Regions from separate parts of the Oryctolagus cuniculus genome. Here region 2 is linked to region 1. Evidence: chromatin contacts called from public Micro-C data. All regions are on one chromosome and are shown on one strand. Each heading gives the region's core, a stretch centred on a gene start, on an enhancer-like site or on the middle of the called end of the contact. The rest is flanking DNA. Distances are from core to core; before and after follow the strand shown.

Region 1 (6,728 bases), core at 3,086-5,585:
ACTAGATCTCAGGCCCTTGCATATGGGATGCAAGCGTCCTAAGCAGCAGATCAACACACCACACTGTAACATCCACACCTACTATGAAGTCTTCAGAGCTCTTTCTACATTCTAGATTTGAGTCCTTTGCTGGATATGTGCTTTGTAAACACAAGGGAAGTTCAAAAAGTTCATGGAAAATGCCTATTATGGACAAACCATGCATGGATTTCAAAATTTTTTGCACCAAAATAAACTTATCTATTAACACCACTTTTCTGTCTGTAATTTGTGTTTTCACCCTCTTAGCAAGGTTTTTTACAGAGCACAAGTTTTATATTTTCTAAGGAACTTAGCAAATTTTGATACAATACATGAACCAGGAAGTAGTTTGCTGAGAATCCTGTCTTGTCTTCTCGCTTAGCTTTCAGATTTCTATTTCTGTTCTCAACTGAATGCTAAGACAAGCTGACCAGGTGCTGGTCTGTGAGAATGAACAGCAACTGCATGTTTCGTTTACTCGCACCTTCTTACAAGCTTTCTCATCAACGGAAGTAGCATGCTGGTTCTGGTGTGAACTCCTATCTTGAAGACTGGCAAACAAATAAACCTAACAGATTGCAGGCTGTCAAGTTGGGACCATACCTTGAGTATCTCTGAGCTGGAACACAACATCTGTCTAACAAGATCCTTGTCAAATAGAAGGCACATTAGAACAAACCTGCTCCAAATTCTTGATTTCTAAGTCAGCTTCTGCGATTCCAAATCCAGTTTTAAAATAACATTTGGAAAGTGTTCTTTCTGTATTTCTTACAAAGAAACGTCAGACTGTCCACTGCATCTAGTGACTCCCTACCTCCCCAAACAGCTCCTGCAGGGCTGAGACAAGCAGCTGCTTGAACTGTGCAGCGTTCAGTCCAATTCCGTGTTCTTCAAATTCTCTGCAAGGAATATTACAAAGAAAAAAAGAAAGAGGGAGACATCATTATGTTAAATTTTATGCTGCTCAAGTCTATTAAAAAGTAATTTAAAATAGAACTTAGGAGACTGAACTCACAGGCAGACTTTCATGTAGTGGTAGTCGGAGGGATCTATGCGCATTATTCTTTGAGACCAGCTCTCTTCGAATTCCATCCTTTCCAATGCTGATCACACCTACAGCAAGTCAAGAGGGATGGAGATTACCAAGACATGTGCTCTTGGGGCCAGCATCGTGGTATAGCTGGTTAAGCTGCCACCTGCAATGCCAGCATCCCATATTGGAGCACCAGTTTGAACCCCAGCAACCCTGTTTCTGATCCAGGTTCCTGCTAATGCGCCTGGGAAAGGAGCAGAGGATGGCTAAAGTGCTTGGGCCTCTGCTACTCCTGGCTCCTGCCCAGCCCAGCCCTGGCTGTTGCAGCAATTCGGGGTGGAGCAAATCAACAGCTAAGAGCTCTCTTTGTCTCTCCCCTCTTCTCCATCACTCTGCCTCCAAATAAATAACCTTTAAAAATTAAAATGCTATTTTTCACACTTTTAATAAGAATATGACTTATTTTAAAGTGACTTCTTAGGACAGCAACTTATCTAATTCTGGTCAAATGCAGGTCACCCCACAGATACAAGGAAGCTGCTATATTGTTCAATATGCCAGACCACTGCCCTCACTTCCACCTCAGTAACAAGCCAGCTCCCATTTCTCCTTACTAAGCACCCAGTGTGCACTACGCACTGCACATGCCTTAGCTTCTGCGCCTTCAAAGCGATTTTATGAGGCAGACACTATTACCACCCTCATGGCTAGCGCCTGGCCCAGGCTCTACCTACTCTGCCATGGCAAGACTGCCCTGGAATGGTGCCTCTGGATCCAGAGGAAAAAAATGAAAACATAAAGGAGCCAAACCTGAGACCTGCGGGCCCCTTTCTGGTTTACTCTGAGTCAGCCCAGAGCACGAACAAGCAGCTGGCTGCCCCCCTTCCAGGTGAACCTGCTCTCGGTCCAGGGTCAGGTCTGGGCAGGACCACCTGGCAGCTCCGTGAGAGACTGAGGAATTCCTGGAATGGGCACTCAGAGCCATTGCTGAGGTCTGGGCCTTCCGAGAACTCAGAGCACGCTCGAGGCCCGCAGAGTGCTGCCCTCCAGTTCCTCTTCCCCCGGCCTCCCCCTCGAGCCCTTCTGCCGCCCTCTCGGGAATGCTCACGTTATAGGACGTCTTGACACTGCTTGTTTGCTTAGTATCTGGGCTCCCCGCTGCCGAGACCCAGAAACTGAGGCCCAAGCACAGAGAAGAACTAAGCCAAGGTCACAGAGATCCAGACGAGCATTTTCAAAACCTCTCAGGTTCAGGCCCATTTCCAGACGAAGAGCCCAGAGACAAGCACAAGCCGGACGGCAGGAGCTCCATCCACACATCCATTCAACAGACCTCAGCATTTTCTGTGTCTGGCTTGGAGGACACAGAGCTCAGAGAACGGCGGCAGCGGGGGACCCTATGTTCAACTGCGCCTCTGGCTTCAGGACAGCACAGTGACCGTCCACCTGCCCCCAGAGCCCCGCCTAACCAGAAGCGCAAAAACAGCAAAAATCGCATCTACTTCTTTCAGTGCCTGGCACATGACAGGTGCTTTCTCAAGTATTTCCAAGTGCTTCGAAGGAGTTGCTGACCCTGGGCATTTGGGAGATGGATACCGATGGTGGCTGCCCAACAGTCAGAATGCACTTAATGCCACCTAACTGCACACAACAATGGATCAGGCCAGCGCCGCGGCTCACTAGGCTAATCCTCCGCCTTGCGGCGCCGGCACACCGGGTTCTAGTCCCGGTCGGGGCGCCGGATTCTGTCCCGGTTGCCCCTCTTCCAGGCCAGCTCTCTGCTGTGGCCCGGGAGTGCAGTGGAGGATGGCCCAGGTGCTTGGGCCCTGCACCCCATGGGAGACCAGGAAAAGCACCTGGCTCCTGGCTTTGGATCAGCGCGGTGCGCCGGCCGCAGCGCGCCAGCCATGGTGGCCATTGGAGGGTGAACCAATGGCAAAGGAAGACCTTTCTCTCTGTCTCTCTCTCTCACTGTCCACTCTGCCTGTCAAAAAATAAAAATAAATAAAAAAAAAACAATGGATCAAACGATGTTTTACCTTACACATATATTACCAAAAAAAAAAGAAACAAACAAACAAAACAAAACACCTCTCCAAACTCATGGAACACATGAGCTCGCCAAAAACCGGACTCCTCAGTGACACCAGCGCCCTCTGCAGGCTGTTCTGAAAGTAAAGATGAGCCTGGCACGGCCCCCAGGCCCGCCACCAAACGGAAGCACGCCTGGAGTCACGGTCCACTTCCCCTCTGAAGCCAGCCTTCTCAGGGGCGGCAGGGAAGCCTAGAAACTGCTCTGTCGGTACCAAGGGTCTCCGATTCCGCCCCTGTGCCCCTCCCCCGCAGCCACAGAATCTACCAGACCCCACTCTCCGGATCTGTCTAGAGCGAGGCCAGACTCCGGGTGCGCCTGCCGGGAGGCCCTTCCCGCACCCCGCACCGCTGCTCCCGCCACGGCCCGCACTCGTCCCTTCCAGCACACGGGCCGCGCACGCACCAGGCTCTCCCGCCAGTTACGCACCGCCCTTCCTCCCGCCGCCTCCTTCTAGGCCTCCCCGACTCCCCTCCACGTGGCCCGGTGCCCATCCTAACACCGCGACGACCCCCGGCCCCGCCTCGGGCCCTGTTCGCCCCCCACCCCCCACCCCGGGCGTCTGCCAGCTAGTAACAGACCCGCAATTCACGTTCTCTCTCCCCCTCCTCCTCTCCTTGCCCCGGCAGGGTGTCCACGGCTCCGTCCGGCTCACTGCCCTTCTCCAGGGACCGACAATAGGGCCCCGCATACGGCAGGCGGTCTCCACACTTTCACTCAATTATTTCAACAAATCAACCCCCAGCGACTTAGGGACCTGCGTTTTCCATCGTTTCCAAGTGGCGACCGCCGCTGATGCAGCACACTGTCCCCTGGGCCCGCTTAGTCCTCCCGGCCGCCCGGCGCGGCCGAGACCGACACCGGGGAGGACGATCGGCTGGAGCCCCCCAGCACCTCCTCCGGCCTGGCTCCTCCCTCCCGGTCGCTCTACCCCGGCGCACGCGCCCGGGGACACCCGCGCGGCCGACTGAGCGCACGTCCGGAACACAACAGCCGCCCCAGGGCTTCCGCCTACCTGCTCTCGGTTGGACGAGCAAGACTCCTCCTCTGACTCCGGGTTCGCTCCGAATATCCGCCAAGGTCTGGAGCCCCTAAGGGACTGCCAGCGCCTGGGCCCGGCAAACTCCCGGTAAGTTTTCGTTTGGCTTGTTCCTGTCCCGCCCCCGGAAGCGTGCCGTCCTGGCGGATGTGACGTCACCGCGCGGCGTCCGCCCCAGGACCCATGGGTGAATCCTCCTCGGGATGTGAGCCCTGCGGAGCTCAGCGCCCTCTGGTGTCCACTCGGGAGAAACCTGGGGGCGCCCCGGGTGCTCGGAGTGCGGGTCGTGAGGTGTGTGTATGCAGCCCCGCAGAGTGCTTCATGGCATTCATTTATTCATGCATTCGGTTTTTCAGCCAGTAGATGTCTAGCATCTCCGCTGCTTAACTTCTGCTGTACCCAGCACCTCCCAAAGACGGACAGCACCTTCCCTCAGTGTCCCCTGTGGTTGCCAGCACATAGGAGGTGCTCTGAGTGGACACGAAAAGACCCACCTGGTCCTGTTTGCAAACGTAAGCCAAGCTTCATCCATACGTTTGTTCACTAACACCGCGCTGAGTGCCTGTTGTGCACTCAGCACTATTCTTGTCTGTGGTTTTTTTTTATTTTTTTATTTTTTATTTTTTGACAGGCAGAGTGGACAGTGAGAGAGAGAGACAGAGAGAAAGGTCTTCCTTTGCCGTTGGTTTACCCTCCAATGGCCGCCGCGGCCAGCGCGCTGATCCGAAGGCAGGAGCCAGGAGCCAGGTGCTTTTCCTGGTCTCCCATGGGGTGCAGGGCCCAGGCACCTGGGCCATCCTCCACTGCACTCCCGGGCCACAGCAGAGAGCTGGCCTGGAAGAGGGGCAACCGGGACAGAATCCGGCGCCCCGACCGGGACTGGAACCCGGTGTGCCGGCGCCGCTAGGCGGAGGATTAGCCTAGTGAGCCGCGGCGCCGGCCTTTTTATTTTTTATTTTTATTTTTTTTCAGATTTATGATTTGGAAAGGCAGAGTGAAAGAGAGATCTTCCACTCCTTGGTTCTCGCCCCGAATTGCCACAACAGCCACTAGGCGGACACCAAAAGCCCAGAACTCCGTCTGGGTCTCCCACACCGGTGACAGCAGCCCAAGGACCCAGGCCATCATCTGCTGAGTTCTCAGATGCATTAGCAGGGAGCTGGATCAGAAGCAGAGCAGCCAGGAGTCAGAGCAGTGCTCTGACGTGGGATGCCAGCGTCCGTTGCTGCCCCACAGTGCCAGCCCTAGGTGCTGGGAATTCTGGGTGCTGGGAATTCGGTGGACTTATTTAATAATAACAAAAACAATAATAACAACGGTGAGTATTTCTCAAGTGCTTAATGTGCGCCAGGCACTATGCAAAAAATTCTACACAGGTCACCTTGTGGAACCACCTCACAGTCCTGAGGTAGCTATTATAACCATGCAGGAGTGAAAACTGAAGCACAGATAGGCTAAGCGATTTGCCCAAGACGACGCAGTGAGAAGTGGTGGAACGGGCTGTCAGGTTCTAGCCGGCGCTCTCCCCGCTGCACTGAGGATTGGGTGGGAGGGAAGCTGCAGCATAAGCCCCCTGAGGACAGGGCCTTGTCTGCGTTGGCTCAGCGCTGCCAGTGCACCCACTCAGCATGCATTCACAGAATGCATTCGTTCATAAACGAGAGATGCTGATCCTGCTTTGGTTGGGAGTGTGGGGCGGCCAGTGTTGCCTTGCACAGCCAAGCCTGAGCCTGGGTCAGTGAGGCCCTTCTCCCTCATTGCTATTCTCAGATTTCCACCCTCTGCTGGTTCCTGAAACCTCAGGCCTTGGCCTTGGCCTTGGCCTTGGCCTTGGCCTTGGCCGTGGCCGTGCTCCCCCGTCATGTGGCTCCTGCGTCCCTTTCTTCTCCTTCAGAGGAGACAGGGCTTGGTCCACATGAGAAAGACATGGAAAAATTCAATGCAGACCTCAGACACAGTGGCACTTTCTTTCTCAAAAAAAAAAAAAAAGCTTGGATTTCAGAAGCTGCCATAACACACTTCCAAACATCCTTTGCCACTTATCCAGCTTCCTAGTCTCTCCCATGGAGTAGAGATCAGTAGCATCTACCCCACCGGGTTGTGAGTAGGCAGTACAAAGTGTCTGCCACCCAGGAAACACTCGGCATGAGAGTCCCTGTCCTCCTGCCGCCTGGTAAACACAGCCTGCCAGCCCGCGGGCCACAAATTCCAGAGCAGTGGGGCGGGTGCTTGGCACATACTTGGGTCCCTGCCACTCACGTGGGAGACCCAGACTGGATTCCTGGCTCCTGGCTTTAGCCTGACCGAGCGCTGGCTGTTGTGGGCATTTGGGAAGTCAACCAGCAGAAGATTCTCTGTCTCTCTCTCTCTCTCTGTCTTTCAAAATGAATTAAATAAAGGAAAAAAGAAAAGCAAGGACAGCTCACGTATTTGGGGGTTCAAAGAACCTTGGGTAACCTTCACCCTCCTCCTGCACCAAACCCCGACAGTGAGGTGTACCCAGGTATAAAATAACAGGCCACTGTAACTGCTTAGGCTAAAGG
Region 2 (6,728 bases), core at 2,837-5,336, 280 kb after region 1:
TGGGGCAGAGAGGAGCCCACCACCCTGGAGGCCCTGCCCAGTGACCAGTCTCCAGGGCACACACCCGGCTCGGGCACCAGCCTGGCGGAGCTAAGTTCAGAAAACAGAAGGCTCAGGCTGCATCCTCTGAAAAGGAAGGGATTTCTTTCTCTAAAAAACCAAATCCAAACACACACCACACAAACTTCCAGGCAGCTCTGTCACCCTTGGGCAATGAGACCCCTTTTTCTCCAAGTTGGATGGACTGTCCAGTGTCAGAAAGTTTTCTGGAAAAACAAGTAAATAAAACCGCCAGCTCCTGGCAAACAAGTCGAATTGAAAATGCTGAGGCCTCTGTGAACTGCCTGGGAGACAACAAGAAACAGGAAAACTGTCAACCTCTGGGGGGAGCCTCGGAAGGGCCCCACCTTCCCGCGGACCACAAGTGTGAGTAAATAGCCCAGGCTGTCATTCAGTGAATCTGAGGCAGAAAAACCACAGTCCTCTGGCGGCTGTTAGACCATCTCATGTCAGGGCTCAGCACACGCACACGACTGCCACAATGCAAACCCCTGGGAGTCATCCAAGACATACAAAACCCTATGTTCGTTCAATGATACCTTCCTTGTTTACGGAGTAGGATGGCATTCGTTGGGTACCAGGAAATCTCAAAGAAAATAAAATAATGAAGACACAATTATTCCGCAACAAAGTCAACCCCAGCACGGGAGGCAAGCTGCAGCCACTCACTTCCCGCCGTGATCACGGGACCCTCATCACAGCCCAGGGCAATTCATCCTGTCACTCACTAAAGCCCCCACATCCCTGTTTTGTCCCAGACCAGAGGTACCCTGCTCTCACCAACACCCCAGACTTTCAAAACCTAGTGTTGGGGGTGCGCTCTGAGAGGGGCTGTGTGTTCCTCACCCCTGACACGGGAAGGCAAGTCAGCTCAGGCTCAAATTCAACAGTGGGCCAGACCCGGGCTCCTTCACCATTTATTGACAGACTGGGTCACCTTTGCAACTGCCTTCACTCATCCTGACATGGAGACAGCAACACTCCGGAACAACAGGAATGACAACACATTCTAGGCCCTTAACACCCCACCGCAGGGTCGGGGGCGGGGCCTGCCAAAGCAGATCCTTAGATGAGGCCGGTGATCGCCATCAATCACTGATTGCCGGGAGGGCTCCATGAGGGCAATCAGCAGAACACACTGAACACAGGAGGGTGTCTCCACTCCAGACAGAGCTGGGGCCATTGTCAGCGCGAGGCCACATAAGCAGCAATGACATCCAAGCTGGAACAGACAACCCCCCTCCCTTTTCTTGTTTTTTTCGAAGAGCCCCGGGGCAGAGGGAAGAGGCCTCAGGCCTGAAACTACACACACACACACACACACACACACACACATACACACTGCACTTGGCAAGGCATCCTCTGGTCTCCAGAGGCTGGAAAACCTGTTTGCTCTGAGATCTTTCTAGAGAGCCACTAGGCAGCCAATAACAGAGGCCATAAATGTGATTAGTCCACCTTTTGACCCAGGAATGCCATGAAATCATTTCAAAGAAAAAAAATGAAACCATGCCACTCACAGTAGGGAGAAATCTACAGAAAAGAGGCTGCCAACACCCCACCGGCCCACCTCAGAGGAAGGGGAGCCAACCCTGGAATGTGGGGACAACGCAGGCCTAAGGCTTGGGTGGGTTCGGGAAGGAATGAAAATATTGAAGACCAAGAGAAAAACGTGCAGCACCAGACATAGCCGAAAATGAGACCCAAGAGCCTGCGGCTCCACTGCGAACCAGTCCATACTGGAAGCAGCCGCCACCTCTGTAAACAGTTGGTAAATTAGGCAGTCAGGGATTTTCTGGTGCTGTGGGTTTTTTTTTTTTTTAAGAGATTTCATGTCATGTTCGCATATTCCTGGTTTACTTTAAGTTTCTTTGTTCGGTTAATTAAATAAATACACACTTTTTAAAACAAAGAAGAACAGATCCAAGTTGAGCCCAGCCAGGCCTGGAGACTCCTCTGAGAAAGGCTGGTTTCTGAAAAGGAGTCCCAGGAGAAAGAGGTGCTCCCTCACAGGAGAGGAAACGGCCCCCCCAGAAAAGACAACAGCACCCTATGTAGCCTCCCCTCTGCAGCAAAGCCACCCTGGGGGTGGGGGGCAGTGCTGGGAGGCAGGCTGGGCGGTGGCAGCTGCCTGGGCCCAGGAAGCAGGAAGCAGCCCTACCGAGCAGGTCAGGTGTTGGGGGAGGCTCAGCCCAAAGGGAACCCCCTTTTCAAGGGAGAAAGGGCCAGCAGCCACACCCTCCTCCCTTTCTTGTCTCTAAGTCACTATAATGGTCTGGTTTCCTAAGGAAGAGACTGGACCCAGTGGCTCCCTGGCAAGATATACAATGTAGCACATGCCTCCTCTGCTTAACACACACACACACACTGCACAGTAACATACTACTCACACTTGCTATGTGGACACACAAACTCTTTGCACACATATACATTATCCACACATGCTATGCAGACACATACATTCTCTTTGCACGTGCACATACTAGTCATGCACACTATGTGGACACGCTGCATGCACACACACACACACTTGCTGTGCACACACACATTCTCTGCATACACACACTGCACACACACGGCTCTGCACACACACATTACATTCCCCTTGCCCCTACTGCCACAGCTTTGAGACTTCCAGGAAGCCTGAAGCTGCCCAGGCTGGAAGGGGACCCCTCATCCTCACTCTTCCTCCCCAGCAGCAGAGCCCAGGCCCCCAACTCCCTCCTTCCTCTCAGGAAGACCCCGCTGTGGGGAGGATGGGGAGAGGGAAACAAAGCCTTTTTCTAAAAATCACCCATTTCCTTCCATTCCCAGCAGGACCCTACTTGTGTGTCCCCGGGCAAGCCAGTTAACCCTCTCGGTCCCGTATCTATAAAACGGGTCTAAGGACAGCTCAGCTCTCGGCGCGGACAGAACTTGGCAGGCTATTGGCTCAGAGGACGCTGCTCACAACGACCACCCCCACCTCGGCATTCTCTCCACCTGCGGCGACCGCCAGAGCCGCGCCGGGGGTGAGGGGCGGCGGGAGCGAGGACACACCCCCCGAGGCTCCCAGCCCGACCTCCAGCCCACGCCCATTCCGGCGACGGCGGGGGAGGGTACCAGGTCCCGGGCTCCACCTGGGCGGAGAGGCCTCCGGCACAGAGAACGGTCCTGGCCAGGTTTCCCCGCCCGGTTGCCCAGCCAACGCCCAAGGGGCGGCCGCCGAGCGCACCGGACTGGGCGCTGCGGGGCGAGCGCTCCAGGGCGCATCTGACCTTGGGGCTACGGGAGGGCGACGGCCTCCAGCGGTCCAGCTCGCGCAGGGCGCCGGAGCTCAGAGAAAGACCCCTACACACACCTCACCTCGCCCCCCACGACCCCAACCCTCGCCCACAGGCAGCCCGGGGTTCGCGGCAGACGGTGGCCACACCAGGTTCCCCGTCCAGGGAATGACCCCCGGCCAGGGTCCGCCGCCTGTAACTCTGAGGGCAACTCTCCCCCGCGTCGGCCCCAAGCCCAGCCCGCACGGCGGAGCGTGCGGGGCACTCACCGATGGACACGAGCTTGATGTTCTCACGGTCCAAGAACTCGAGAGCCACCGACACGTTCTCCAGCTGCATCTGACGGAAGGTGGGCCGCTGGTGGTACTTGCGGTACATGTGCTTCTGGCTGAGCACCTCGAGCAGCGCGATGAGCCGCAGCCCATCGCTCAGGTCGGTCTGCAGGTTCCCGATGCGTTTGTTCACGCACTTGAGGTGCTCGTTGCACCAGCGGGTGAACGTGTTCTGCTGGATCTTCTTCCACGGCGCGTCCTCCGCCAGGTCCTTCTCGGTCACCGGCATCCTGGCGGCGGGGAGAGCGCGAGGCGCAACAACGAGCTGCGGCCGGAGGCTGGCGTCGGCGCGAGGCCCAAGGGCCGGGGGAGCGAGAAACGCAGCGGAGCGGGAGTGGGGCTCGAACTCGCTGCTACCAGAGCCGCGGCCGGGGCTGCTCTGCGGCCGCCCGCCTCTCACCGCGCGAGGCGCCTGGCCCCGCGCCTGCGCGCTACGCCGCCCCGCCCCCGAAGTCCCGCCCCGGGCCGCCCCTCCCGCGGGGCGTCCCCAGGCCACGCTCGCCCCCTACCGCCCGGAGCGGGCACTGCGCCCCGCAGCCTCCCGAGCTAGGGCCCGCCAACCCCACAGGCTTCTTAGGGAAAGAGCAGCCGCTTGGCAGCCGCGAGCCAAGGGACCTGCAGAGGGAGGGGGTGGGCAGAATGGGCGAGGAGCGGCGTGGGTCCTGGGGTAGGGGGTTCGTCATCCACTCACAGGGTCAGTAAGGGTTTGCGCTGTGTGGCAGGCGCTTTTCTCAGAGCCTGGGGAGCAGTGGAACAAATAACAGAGAGAAGGATTAAGTCATCTATCACAAATTAGCTTAGCAGGAGGAAACGTGAAGACACGTTTGCCATTTGTGTTGGGTTTCTGCTGCTGCTCGAACGAGCTGCCGAAACTGTGTGTCTTAGAAGAAAAAAAGGCGGAGTTTATTACCTTGCCATGCTACAGGTTAATGCCCTGCACATGTGTCTCTGCGCCAACACCAAGGTGCTGCTGGGATGCGTTCCTTCCTCTTTCTTTGCCTACTCGGGCTTGTAGAAGCTGCCTGGGGGTCCCGGTTCACGACCTCCTCCTCGGGTTTCACAGTCTTGCAAGGTCAGGCCAAGTCTCTCCCACGTGTCCTCTCTCTGGTTCACCAGAGTCACAGTTCCCCTCTTCTAAGGACGCTTGCGATTGCTAGCCCAGGTGATGTCCCTGTTAAAGTCACCGATTGCAGGCTACATTCACAGGTTCTGGGGATCAGGATCTGAACGTTCTGCCACCCACACCACACATGCGGTCTTCACAGAAGATGAGTATTATGAAAATGCTTTGCATGGCTTTCAATTTTTTTTTTTTTTTTGCACCAAAATAAACTGATCTTTTAATTCCATTTTCCCATGAAGCTGCTGAAGTACTCCTAGTATTTTAAGTACCTACTCAGTACTCATCCAGTTGTTGTGCTAAGACCCAGCCCGCATGTATTGAGCACCTGCTGTGCACCTGTGACAAGCTCTGTTGCTAAGTAATTTTCTTGCTATAGGCCCCAAGTGACAGAGTTAACCTAGGAGTTAAGCGGCTTGTCTAGGCCATGCAGCACATCAGAAATGGAAGCTAAATCTGCAAGAGAAGCTCGGGTTGCCCTGGGGCCAGTGAAGAGGCTCTGAATCCAGGTTTGGGAGAATTGGGGCAGGCAGGCTTCCTAAGAGGGCACAGCAGGATGGCCAGCCTGGGCTTTCAGGCATTTGTGGGTATCCTGGGTTTTTGCGTATCACGCTGAGTGCTTTGTTCAGATACATGGCCTCACTCACTGGAAATGCTGACAGCAGCCAGAGGGAAGGAGCACACTGCCTGGCCCTGGCCACAGGGACTCGTTCCCACAGCAGTGATACAGTGAGGAGATTTGCTGGGGTCAGCTGGTGAGGACTGGACAAAGCTAGACTTGAACCTGGATCAGCTTCCAAAGGCTGTTCTCTGCCTGGGAGGTGCCTTTATCCTCCCGATGGGCCGAGCAGCAGAGTCACTAGAGACAGAGGTGGTGGGAGCCTCTGACTTTCCCAGGCTACAGGTCAGGGTTCCTCCTATGTTCTCCACCCAAACTCATCCATCAAAACTTATCAGCCAGTGTCTCACTCCTTCTAGGACCTCCTCCCTGCAAGGTGAGACTGGAGCTAAGTGATCAGCTATGTGTGTCACTGAAAAAGGAAAAAGAAGGGGCTGGTGCTGTGGTGCAGCAGGTTAAACTGTGATCTGTAATGCCAGCTTCTCATATGGGTGCTGGTTCAAGTCTTGGCTGTTCCACGTCCCATCCAGCTCCCTGCTTATGTGTCTGGAGAAGCAGCGGAAGATGGCCCAAGTCCCTGGGCCCCTGCACCCATGTGGGAGACTGGGAAGAGGCTCCTGGCTTCAGCCTGGCCCAGCCCCGGTCATAACCAGCAGATGGAAGATCTCTGTCCCCGCCCCCCCCATAACTTTGCCTTTCAAATAAATAAAATAAAGCTTTTTTTTTTTAAATGAAACAGGTAAGATGAATTATAGTAATGGATTTGATTTAATTTGATGTTAAGGTGACCAGCTATCCCAGTCTGAACAGAACTAAGTCATTTGCTGGGATACAACCCTTTGAGCCCTAGAACTAGGAAAGTCCCTGGCAGCCCGGGCCAAGTTGGTCATCCCACCCCATATATCCAAAACATGATCATTTCAGTGTGCAATTGATATTTTAAAATAGTTTTTTACATTTTGACTTTTTTTGGTACTGCCTTTCAAAGCTGATGTGTATTTCACACTCACAGCACCTCTGGCTTCACTTGGCCACATTTGAAGTGTGGATCTGTCTCTTTCTATGTCTCTGCCTTTCAAGTAAAATGAAAACAAATAAATAATGTTTAAAAAAATGACTACATTTAAACTCAACATCCACCTGTGGACCCTGCAGGTGTGGCGATGTACTTGATGCTGAAATAAACTGGTAAGCAAGCTGGAGGCCCTGAATGTTCTCCTCCGGGTTCCAAGCCCCATCCTGTATATGAAATGCACCTACATCCATCAGGAAGTCTTGTTCTGGGGGGAGGTCTCAAGTGGATCTTCATCCAGTGGGTTATGGGCCTCTTGGGG

What was found. Hi-C and Micro-C count contacts between places; a contact is called where the count stands out from the background.
Region 2: a contact with region 1 is called in a Micro-C map of ear pinna, with 4 times the contacts expected there. The contact joins the promoter of FLNB here to the promoter of RPP14 in region 1. A contact is called at or near these places in 3 of 6 Hi-C or Micro-C datasets (ear pinna, psoas muscle and an unstated tissue).

What each region holds. Positions count from the first base shown.
Region 1 is chr10:91,675,154-91,681,881 of mOryCun1.1, forward strand. It overlaps RPP14 (ribonuclease P/MRP subunit p14), which reads right to left and starts at 4,336. Exons shown (of 6, transcript XM_008260841.4): 1 at 4,162-4,336; 2 at 1,037-1,134; 3 at 836-920. The coding sequence starts at 1,113. LOC127492327 (a long non-coding RNA gene) reads left to right here and starts at 4,144. Exons shown (of 3, transcript XR_007921560.2): 1 at 4,144-4,275; 2 at 4,542-4,697; 3 at 5,158-6,600.
Region 2 is chr10:91,956,268-91,962,995 of mOryCun1.1, forward strand. It overlaps FLNB (filamin B), which reads right to left and starts at 4,087. Exons shown (of 46, transcript XM_002713267.5): 1 at 3,593-4,087. The coding sequence starts at 3,884.